Linked DNA regions of Mus musculus: region 2 is linked to region 1. The links are chromatin contacts, called in public promoter capture Hi-C maps. All regions are on one chromosome and are shown on one strand. Each heading gives the region's core, a stretch centred on a gene start, on an enhancer-like site or on the middle of the called end of the contact. The rest is flanking DNA. Distances are from core to core; before and after follow the strand shown.

Evidence for each region. Capture Hi-C pulls out chosen DNA fragments and counts their contacts.
Region 2: a contact with region 1 is called in a promoter capture Hi-C map of pancreatic islet. The contact joins two enhancer-like sites. A contact is called at or near these places in 2 of 39 promoter capture datasets (embryonic stem cells and liver), 3 of 484 Hi-C or Micro-C datasets (the N1E-115 cell line, myocytes and nephron progenitors), 1 of 115 datasets of contacts at active chromatin or transcription factors (embryonic stem cells) and 3 of 9 other capture datasets (adipose tissue, liver and pancreatic islet).

The regions. Positions count from the first base shown.
Region 1 is chr3:121,237,975-121,243,587 of GRCm38.p6, reverse strand. The region is part of intron 1 of Tlcd4 (TLC domain containing 4); the gene reads left to right. Among named protein-coding and RNA genes, the nearest start is that of Tlcd4, 22 kb to the left of the region's middle. Within about 2 kb of position 4,292, at least 59 of the 459 cell types and tissues checked have an H3K27ac peak or open chromatin away from gene starts, as enhancers often do. A contact at or near this core is called in pancreatic islet, where this site is marked.
Region 2 is chr3:121,155,380-121,161,471 of GRCm38.p6, reverse strand. It overlaps Rwdd3 (RWD domain containing 3), which reads left to right. Exons shown (of 5, transcript NM_028456.3): 2 at 2,217-2,704; 3 at 4,956-5,071; 4 at 5,170-5,285; 5 at 5,415-6,072. The coding sequence ends at 5,284. Among named protein-coding and RNA genes, the nearest start is that of Rwdd3, 13 kb to the left of the region's middle. Within about 2 kb of position 1,626, at least 42 of the 459 cell types and tissues checked have an H3K27ac peak or open chromatin away from gene starts, as enhancers often do. A contact at or near this core is called in pancreatic islet, where this site is marked.

The DNA of each region.
Region 1 (5,613 bases), core at 3,043-5,542:
GTGAAAAGTGACACGGTAAATGATGATAGGTGTTTATGGACAGAAGAATGGACACGCCTTTCTAGAGCTTATTGTTGTTTTGTTTTTTGTTTGTTTGTTTTATTTTATTTTATTTTTTTGAGACAGGGTTTCTCTGTATGTCCTGGTTGTCCTGGAACTGACTCTGTAGACAGGGCTGACTTCGAACTCACAGAGTGCTGGAGGTTGATGCATTGCCAGCATTGTCTGGATCTATTTGCTTATCCAAACAGTGGATAGAGCAAGAGAATGCAATTGTGAGAAAAGTGGAAACAAGAGATGTAGTTGTGAGAAAAGGCACCGCAGTTGTAGCGATTACACATCTCCCTGCTCTGTCAAAATACCCAGCCAAAGCAACTGCAGAGAAGAGTGTATTCTGGCCCACAGCTTGAGAGTATAATCCACCATGACCACAAAGCAGCTGGTTACACTGCACTGTAGTCAGGAAGTAGAGAAAAGGGGAAGTGTGCCCTGCAGTATAGAGAGGAGGGAGTTTGAAGCTGCAGACCAGGCAGGCAAAGATAATGTGTTAGAGATGGGCACGATTAAAGACACTGCCTATTCTGCCGCTAGACCATAGGAGAGGTACCTGGAGGGCAAGAACTCCACCCATTGAAGACTATCTTGCACAAATTCACCTTAATTAACCCTGGCTATAAGTTCCCTCAGATATGTCCTGAGATTTAGCGCCTAAGTGATTCTAGACCCCGTTGGGTTGACTATTAACCATCACAGACTTCATGAAGGGGCTGTGGGTCTGTTGGCATTTGTTTTTACTGGGGATTTGAGCTGATTTAGGGGCCAGCAAGACAGCTTGGTAGATAAAGGCACTTGCTACCAAGCCCTCAGACCTATCAGATTTCCACAGGGTGGGAGGAGAGAAACGATTTGTCTGCAAATTGTCCTCTGATCTCTACTCCTGTGCCACATGCATATGAACACACCAAATAAAATAAATTAAAATGTAATTAAAGAAAAAGAGAGAGAGAAAAGCTAAGGTGGTCCATTGAAGAGGAGCAAAATCAGTATCAGATTCCCAAGGAGGTTCAAAAGGATGGCTCCCAAGTGCTCTGGTGAAAGAGGCAGGCTTCAGATAGATGGCCAGATAAGGTCGATGATGCAAGTGTCTTCTGTGCTTGGCAGCAGGATGCTGAAGATTGTCTGGTTTTTATTTTTGTGTAGGAGGCTGGGGTTAATTGTTGTAATGGGAGTGGATGGCTGAAGGTTTGGAAATTCTGCTGTGAAACCTGAGAAGAGTAGTCAGCCAGGGCAGCGTGGTGCTGGGGCCGGGCAGGGTAGAGGGGACTACTTGGGTCTTTCTCTCATTCCACGCTCACCAATTTCAGTCTCTTCTGTTGTACGATTATGGCAATTTTAATCACTATTTGTGTTGTGATGGAACACCGTGCCCAAGGCAACTTATAGTAGAAAGAATTAATTTCAGCTTTATTGTTCCAGAGGGTCGCAGTTCATAATGGTGGGGACAATGTGACGGCATCCGGTGTGGCATCTGGAGCAGGATGCCAGAGCTCATATTCTGAACCATAGCGTGAAACAGAGAGTGAACTATACGTGCGGAAGGCCATAAACCCTCAACAGTTTTAGCATTGGCTGGTGAAAACGGGGATGAGTTAGGGGCCAGGTATGCTTGGTAGGGCCCCTCATCTCTTTCGGCTGAAGCAGCCCCAGGGCCCTGGATTTCCCTCCCTGTAGGCTGGTGGGCGATGGTGGAAGGAGAAGCTACTGATTGGGACCCTTATGCTCAGTGTTGTTCTTAGCACCCTAAGGAGCAGACTGATCTTCCCGTGAGAGCCTCGTTGGGTTTGCTGTTGGGGGAACCAAGGTTCAGTTAAGGCAAGTTAAGTAGCTGAGACTAAAGTGATACCAAATGTTCTGGGGTCACAGGCATCCGTCACCACCCCTGGTTTATATGGTGCTAGGTTAGAAACCAGGACTTCTTCGCTCATGTCAGGCGAGACCTCTAGCCTATTGAGTCCTTTTTAAGAAATCTCCTTGCAGAGTCCATCAGCTCTTCATGGTGTAATTTATTTCTAAGCCCACTGCGTTAGTTAGACAGACTTAACAGTTCTTTAATATGTGATTAATTCTGGGTAAACGGGTACTCATACTTTTGACAGAAAGGTATACTTTTCCTAGCCTGATTTTAAGTGAGTTTGAGGTTCGTTTCCTTGTGCATGATTTATTTATTATATGGTTATCTCTCACTGTTACACCGTTAGGGCACTCTCTGTGTCTGTCTGTCTCTCTGTCTCTATCTCTCTCTGTCTCAATGTGTGTGTTTCTTAAGTTTACCCTGTCAGAATTTTTTTTTTTCCTTTGTGATTTGTAGTCAAATGTATCAGCCAGGAGAGAGATCCAGTTCTTTGTATGACCCATTAACTAGCTTAGGATTCGCCAAGTTTTGCTAGCCAGTCACATTTTTTTCAGTCACAAATCCATCACGAGAAATGTTTGGAACTTTGCAGGACTCAAGTTTGCCTTTTATTTGACATCCTCCAGTCTTTTAAGAGCTGCCACTTTGTGGGGGTGACACGGGAGGGCATCAGTGATGGCTGAGCTGATGTAGGTTGGGGGATGGGAAGAGGAAAGTGAGATAGTGCTGTTCACTGGGTTGTGAAGGCTTGGCTTGGAGGAAGGGCTGCTTTAGGCTCAGCTCATCTTGGGACACAGAGCTGTGGGACCTGTGTGATCCTGTAGGGGACCATCCAGCCCTGGTGCACTGGTACACTGCGGGGATGGGGGAGCGGGGTGAGTACCAGAGCTGCACATAACCAGAGCTGTGTTAGGCGTGAGGATGCAGAGCCAGGCAGAGTCTAGTATGCAGAGAGGAGGCTCCATACAACGAGGCAGCAAACATTGCCAAGCTAAGAGTTTGCCTGGTAGCCCTCTAGGTGAAATGAGAATCGTTTCTATCAGAAGAGGGGGACAACTGGAGATTGGCTGCCCTGTGTATTGAAATAAATGTGGAAAATGGGGAAGGGAGCTTGCTAGGATGGAGAAGGAATGCTAAGCATGAGTGGGGCATTGTTCTCAGCTTCTTTCTGCCCTGTTGCTCTTAAAGACACACACACAGCCCTATCCCGGGCCCCTACACTACACATCGAGGCAGTGTTTCTTACTTGCATGTCTGAGTGATTCAAATACATTCCCCCAGAAATCCCTGTACTTACAAGGGAATAATGAGTGGGGGGAAATGAGGGTCTGGGCTGTGCTAGTGGGTGAGGAGTTGGTTCTAAACACTCTCAGGGGAACTGAGTTGTTTGAGCTTCTTCTGCCTCAAAGCATCTAGTTGGTATTTCAATAAAGTGCTAACCAGACAAACATAAGGACCTAAGTTTGATTCTCAGAACCATGTTTAAAGAAAAGAATGTCAGTTCTAGGAAGGTAAGAGTCAGGCAGATGGATGGAGGCTCACTGACTCTCTAGTGTAGCTTATTTTGAGCTAGGTCCAGACCAATGAGACATTATGTCTCAAGAAGAAAACAGAGAAGACGGCTCCTGAGGAATGACTCCGACCTCTGCACCCAAAGAGAATGTTTTCTTCCCTCATTACCCTCTGATTCAAGTCATTGGCTACCACTAGATAGCTCCTCACCAGTACGTCTGCTGGGTATTCTTTGCTAGTGAGGAAGGAACATCATGGTACACCCTGAATCCTTGCCTTCCTGCTGGCTCACAAGGTGGCTTCTCCCATTTAGCGCTCTACACACACACACACACACACACACACACACACACACACACACACACACACACACATACACACACACATACACACACACACACACACACACACACACACACACACACACACACAAAGCCTGGTATACAGCTGACAGTGACAAATGTTGGCTGTATTGACAGTTCTGAGGTGACGATGTGAACGGCTTTTTGCCATTTCCAGGACCATGCATCCAGAGATGAGAATGGGTGTCCTCCTACAGGAGAAGGGATCTCTAGTGAGGGGAAAGAGAGGGCTAAGCTCGTTTGTGACCTAAGACCATCTCTCGGGGAAAGGACAAGCAAGCAGAATTGTACTCAGCAGATAATGGAAGTTCCTCTAGTGTCTACAATTCTTGTGGATCAAGACAGCTGATTGATTGTATGGTAGACTTCATTTCTCAACAGTCTCGTACACTTTCCCCGTCTGTTTCAGCCGCTCTTTTCTAGGCCAACTCCCACTAGGCCAGCTTCCTCGCCTCCTGCCAGCTGCTGGCCACACGTAGAGGAACATGAATGAGGCTTAATGCTTCTCCACTCTCACTGTGATTTCCAGTGCTTAGTGATTGCCAAGTCCGTAAAGGCCCTCTGTCTAGGCTAATATTAGACGTCATTTTCTCTGTCCATTGTTACCCTTCCATCTTCTGATTGGCACCTGAAGTGGACGGGCATGGGCAACTGCTGCTACCAAGAGGCCTTAGCTTTCTGGAGGACATTTAAGTAATCTCCAGATGAGGTCTTTATTTGACATGACCAATTAAGCAAGCAGCTGCTTATTCAGAAGCAGATCTGAGATAGAGCAATTTAATTAGCTTCTGTCTGTTGAGCCCTTAGTAGAAGCCACAGCTCGAATATATGGTATTCTTTGTTTAGTTATAAATGGAGCCCCCTCCCTTGGCAGAGAAATCCTCTCATCATATATACCCCAAGAAAACAGACAGTAAATCTGTTGAAAGTATAAAGTATTGGGGGTTGGAGAGATGACTCAGCAGTTAAAAGCACTTACCATCCTTTCAGAGGACCTGGGTTCGAATCTAAGCACCCATGTGCTTAGATTAGACTCGCACCATCTGTAACTCTAGTTCCAGTGAATGTGATTCCCTCTTCTGGCCTCTGCCTGCACCAGCTGTGCACTGGGTTTACATACATGCATACGTGCAGGCAAAACACTAATACACATTTTTTTCCCCCCGAGACAGGGTTTCTCTGTATAGCCCTGGCTGTCCTGGAACTCACTTTGTAGATCAGGCTGGCCTTGAACTCAGAAATCTACCTGCCTCTGCCTCCCGAGTGCTGGGATTAAAGGCGTGTGCCACCACACCCGGCAAGAAATCTTTAAAAAAAAAAAATAAAATATTTGTCCACCATAACAATTCATTCATGAAAACTAGGACTCGGGGGAAGTAATATATATATTTAAAAATTTTTTTTAAAAAAATCTGTATCTATTTAATGTATGTGTGTTTGCATGATGTGTGCATGTATATGTAGGTGTGTGTATGTGTTATGTGTGTGATGTGTGTATGTGTGTCCTTGTATATGTGTTAAGACATACATGTGGAGGTTAGAGGACGATTTGCAGGAATTGATGTCCTGGATCCACCCGTGGATCCTGGGGTTGGAACTCGGGTGTCAGGTTTGGTGACAAGTGCCTTTTACTTACTGAGTCACCTTTTGGGCCCATATGATACTGTCTTTATTTTTTCTTTTCTTTTTTTTTTTTTAACTTTTTCTTCTTTTTTCTTTTTTTTAAGATTTATTTATTTATTATTATATGTAAGTACACTGTTGCTGTCTTCAGACTACTCCAGAAGAAGGAGTCAGATCTCATTAAAGATGGTTGTGAGCCACCAT
Region 2 (6,092 bases), core at 377-2,876, 79 kb after region 1:
GACCCAGAGAAAAGCTCCACAGACTCTGAGGAACTCAGGCCATGGGGAACTCCTTCCACCCTCTCCCCCCTGCCACACACACACACACACACAGAGACACACACACACACACAGAGACACACACACAGAGACACACAGAGACACACAGAGACACACAGAGACACACACAGACACACACACACACACACACACACACACACAAAACTGGATGTGGTAGGTGCATGCCATTAATTTCAGCATTTGGGAAGCAGCTTGGTCTGTATAGTAAGCCCCAGGCCAGCCAGGACTATGTAGAGTCTCTCTTTCTCTCTCCCCCCTCTCTCCCCTTCTCTCTCTCTCTCTCTCTCTCTCTCTCTCTCTCTCTCTCTCTCTCTCTCTCTTACACACACACACACACACACAAACACAAACACACAAACCCCCTAAAAAACCCTTTATGTTCACACATCTCTAATAGAAGACTTTGCAGGCGTAGACTCAGGAAGCTCTGTGTCCACCCTGGACTGAACCACGGTGGCAGATCTGTGTCTTACTTATTCCTTTTTCTGAACAGCACAGTGCACAGGGTTGACATGTACCCAGTGTATGCTTGTAGAATGATGAATGATTGAAGATTAAAGATTCTACCCCCTCAATGAGAGGGAATGCAGGCTTGCTGCATGACTGCCGACAAGTTTAATCTGCCTGGTGATCCTGTGTTGTTTACAGGTCCATAAAAGTCCTACATAGCAAATATATATTAATCGAACTGATAATGACAGGAGCTTACTCTGACAGTAAAATATACCATTGAAAAGAGGAACTCAGTGAAAGAAAGGAGAGACGTGCAGCTAGTGAGATGTTTCCGTTTGTGGAGGTGCTTGCATATGGGTCTGACAGTCCCATAATCCTCCAAGATAATGAAGCAGAACTGTTTTGTTAAGTTGTTCTCTGAGCCTCCCCATGGCCACACACACCAATAATAATGACAGTATGTTAGTAGAAGAAGGAAGGAGGAACAAAGACACTTGAAGCATGTGATAACTTTTAGAAGCATGTATGCTGTAATATTTAGAGAAGTTTTTTTAAAAATACTATATACATTACATATGTAAAAGAAAATATTATATGGTCTTTGCAATAGCTACTGCCTCTGATTCCGGATGGGGTCTGAAAATAGTAGTTCCTGGCAGCTGGTATTGACATCCATTAAAGAAAAACTCTAACAGATGTGCTAGGTCCTGTATGAATCTGTGTAACAACAGCTTTTAGATACCATTGGGATCAGATGGCTAAGAAGTGATTTCAGTGTTCTGTTAGGCTCTTTAAAATGGAGGCTGTGTTTGGGTGTCCATTGTTGAGGCAGCCATCCAGGTGTAGGATCTGGCTGCTTCTGTGCTGAGAAATAGAACAGGGGCAGAGAAAGAAGGCAGAGAGGCAGACTGGCCACATAGCCCTGTGTCTGGACCTGGCTCCCGTCTCCTTTCTCTGATCAGGGTGCTTCTGCTCCCTGCAGAATGAATTAGCCTGACATTTTATCAACTTTTTGGAAAGTGGGGTGAAGTGATGTGGAACACATCAGAGTGGGGAAGCCAAGCACATCTGAAAGAGAGCAGATTTCCTCTCGTCTCCTAGGCGTGCTCTGCCCCTTGTGGAGTCAGTGGAGGCTGAACGGATGTCCGCCCAGTTTCAGTTCATCCTGCTGCCTTCATGTTACACTGACGTGAGTGGATCGGAATCAGAAGAGTAGGTACCCCCCCAACCCCCCACGTTCAGTGTCACAGATGGTCACCGGTGTCACATGGCCCTGCCACCACCCAGGTTCCGTGTGACTCACCACAAATAACTTGGAGTGGACTCCTTACACCTTCCCTATACATGCTGCTGCTCCATTGAACACCTATAAGGGCTGATTTGTGATTTTCGTAATTACCAGTAAATTATGGATGGAAATTGTATAAATCAAACTGCCTTTTTTTGATAATTTCATAAAAAATGGGTGATAAAGAGAGTGAATTGCAAGTACATTTGCGTGGCACTGTTCATGTGTGTTTATGGCAGGGGGGATTAACCTGTAAATCATGGCTTTTTTGCCTTGTGTGTCTCTTCATAAAATAAACTCAGCGTTTTCCTATGAGCAATAAACTGAGGTTTGAAAGGGAAATTTTTTTAACTGATTAGTATTCCATTGAGATTGAATTATGTGGAGCTAATGATTATTTTTGGATGTCTTCCAGAGACAGATGGGGCTGTGTTTAGAATTCACACAACAGCTGAAGGACTTGTGGGTGAGGATGTGCCCTTAGAGTTGGCGTTCCATTTACCAGTTGGTTACCCTTTGTGTCTACCCGGCATCTCGGTTACCTCGGAACATCTGACCAGGGCCCAGTGTGTTACCGCGAAGGAGAAGTTACTTGGAGAAGCCAGGAAGCTCGTGTCAGAACCGATGGTTCACGAGCTGGTTCTTTGGATCCAGCAGAATCTCAGACTTGTCCTCAGCCAGCCGGAGACCGCCAGCAGCCATGAGAAGTGCACTTTGCCAGAAAGTGCGACGGGGGACGATGGACCGTGGATGACTCTTTTGCGTTTAGATCACATGAGAGCGAGGACTAAATATGTCAAAGCCGTGGAGAAGTGGGCTTCAGAGTTAAGGCTGACAGGAAGACTGATGTTCATGGGTAAATTAATACTGATTTTACTACAAGGAGACAGAAGCAACATCAAGGTGCTGGAAAACTTCATTTTGAATATGAATCTACTTGCTTTCTCTTAAATATGGTGCATTTTTAAGTGTGTTTTATAACAGTGAGCTAGTCGAAGCATGGTGTTTCTGATTTGCCTATCATCGTGTTAAATGGTACTTTGTTTTTTTTTTTTTTTCTCCTCTATTCTTTATATTTGTTTATCTTTTGTGTCTGGGTGTTTTGTCGGGATGTGTCTGTGCACCTCGTGTAAACGTTTAGAAAAGCCTCTGATGCTCACAGAGCCTGGAGGAGGGGGTTGGATCTCCTGGGAGCTTCGAGCTATGAGCTGGGTATCAAACACAGCCTCCGGAAGAGCAACCAAGTTCTAACCACTGAGCCATCTCTCTAGGCACCCAACCATCTTTCCCCAGTTGTTTTTTTAAAATATACATATCTATCTATCTATCTATCTTGTCCCTAACAACAGCTATAAACTTGCAAGGTTCAGGATTAGCATAAGATTATAATGTAAAAATTATGCCACTCAATGAAATGACAGTTTTTTTTTATTTCTTATTTTCTTAAAAATGTGTATGCGTGTTTTGCTTGCATGTATATATGTACAGTGCCCAAGGAAGCCAGAAGAGGGTGTTGGCTCCCTAGGAACTGGATAGCTGCCTTTGGGTATTGGGAACCAAGAAGTGCTCTTAACCGCCGAGTTATCTCTCTAGCACCAGCCCCAGTTTTGGAAAAGTCCAAGGACATGTATTTGTTTCCTATTAATGGTAAACTGCATCTGTATAAACAAGAACAAAAAACTTGTCCATATTAATTTTTTCCACAGCTCAGCACAGCAAGGAGTATGTTTGTGAGTAGTCTGCAAATTTCCTAACATGCAGGCGCTTAGAAGCGCATCCTGACACTTCAGTGTTGTACCTGTAGTGCCTGAGAGGAAGGCTTGTCCTTTACAGCCAGGAGCCAGCCTCAGAGGAAGCAGGGTCGCCAGGACTGTCAGCTTGTCACCTCCTCCAGACTTCTTCTTTCCACCTGACTTGTCCCAGCAGCTGCCTTCAAAGCCCTCATCTTCAGCTTCCCGAGCTCTCATCCTGAAGCCCCCTAGCCTGTTTTATGAGGAGCCAGACAAGGAAACCTGCTTATTATGCCTTACATTTTAACAGAGCTACAGATCACTTCATACGTTTTGCAGTGTCAGAGTGAGTCATGCCCCGTTACAGAGGATTTTACTTAAAACAGACTGATCGTGAACAACCTGTAATCTTAGTGTCGAAGGACAGCAGCCTAGAGTTTCCCCAAGCCCAGCCTTCATTGACATTTGCTTAACAAGGTCCACGCTGGGTTCTGGTATGGATAAAGTAAGAAACCGGATTTAATCTATAGCCTGCAGTGGGGCCTAACCAAGGGACGGCAGATTTTGAGGCAGTCTGTGTGCACTATAGCCCTTGACCCTTTAGAGTAACATGCTAGCCGACGAAAGTGGAGAACAGTTCCTTGTTCACATTTACCTAAGGCCCCGATTGTCTAATCAGCTCAGGCACATTAGAATAAATGCAGCAATTGCCGACAGACTCATGAGTTACTAACATGTATATGTTTTTATGATTATAGTTCCACTAGTTCAGAGAAGTGCATTTTTAAAATAACATTCTCTAAAATGTCATTTTACATATATTTGCCTGTTATTTTATCTTATTTATTTATTTATTTATTTATTTATTTATTTATAAGATTGTATACTAGGATCAGGACCGTGCAGGAACATTTACAGGTGGGCAGTAGGTGGTGTGCCGGAAGGCCCCTTTTGCAGGCGGCTTGGTGATAGCAGCGGTTGCTACTATTGAGCAGTGTGCTGTCCTCTGGAAGGCAGTCACTCTAGAGGTGCTTTGTGTGTCTGACTTCCCTCAGTTGTCCCAGATTCACCAGGGGGTGGATCCTGTTAGCAGTCTAGTTGTGCGGAGTCGGCTAACTAAGGTACCGAGTGTTTGAGGAGCCAACAACTTAAATAACTGGTTTAAATAGCTGGTCTAAACAACAGAGGGTTAAATAACTCACTCTAGCAGTGGCCCAGTCCAGATTTAAAGGTGAACGATTTGTTTTTGTTGCTCTGTACACCTGTGTGCACCAGAGCAGGGTTCTGCCACCTATGTAAAGGCACTGTGTAACTCCCCCTGCTACACTCTGAGAATGCTCTTGAAAACGCTGGCTGGGTCCCTGTAGAACAGGACTGTGCCTTTTAGAATTCGCTCTGCCCTTAATGTACCGATTATTCTTTAGGAGTACCTGATTCTTCAGAAAACCTCCAAAGTAGATGTGGACTCAAGTGGAAAGAAATGCAAAGAGAAAATGATTAGTGTACTGTCTGAAACAAAAGTACAAACGGAACACAAAAGGTATAATTTAGTACTATTGCAGATGCAAAAGCAACTGAATGGGTAATTATCCACTGACAAATCTCCGCATATTCATGAGCTTCTCTCGCATAATACAGGTTTCTGGCGTTTGAAGTCAAAGAGTATTCAACACTGGAGGAGTTACAAAAGGAATTCGGAGCTGCAGGACTTGGGGAGCTCTTCTCAGAGTGTGTACTGGGGCTGGTGAAATGAGGTGAATGACAGGATCCGTTGGTAAAACAGCCTGGTTTTGATTTCCTGCTGCCTTGGGGGATGGGCTCATTGAAGTAGTCATAAGAGAGCAATCTGAAATTTCTCTGAAGCAAAATCATTCTCATTTCAGGAAGAAAAGCGAGTCCTGTTTTATGGAATATTAAACATGAAAAGATCCCATATATTCTAACGTTTGCCAGAAAAGACTAGGTTCAATAGACGGATTGTCTGGAGGAGAGAGAAACCCACCACAGTAAAGGAACTGTTGTTTTTATAGAGACAATTTGTTTAGAACTCTGCAATTTTCAGGCTAATTTTCTCGTAATTAAATGATTTCTTAAAGTGATTTGTTTTCATGTTTACTTTCTCATGTTTATGTTTTTTGCCTTTAATCGTGCCTTCCTCCCCACTCTGCTTATTATGTTTTAAGTTGGATGTTGAGAAAAATCTAACACTCATTTCTTGGTGCGGTTGCATAAATCGTTGGATTAAATACAAAACCAAGAAGTTTTACAGAACACAGTTGCTTTCTGGAGAGCTGGAAGAATACACAGTGAGTTCAAATCGAAATTCATATGTGAAAAAAATAATTTCTGGTTTTACAAGGAAAATGTGTCCAACAAAGTGAACCCTTTTTATTTTTTTTGGTGGAAAAACAAACCAAACTGTAGCTCTACAATTTTCATTGTGAAATCTCTCAAATAATGGTAAAATGTACTAACTATGTCCAAGGGGAGATAAACTCGCAGCATAATTATTTATATTAAAATTTATGATGAAATGTAAAAGGACTCTTGTGTCTGAGAAG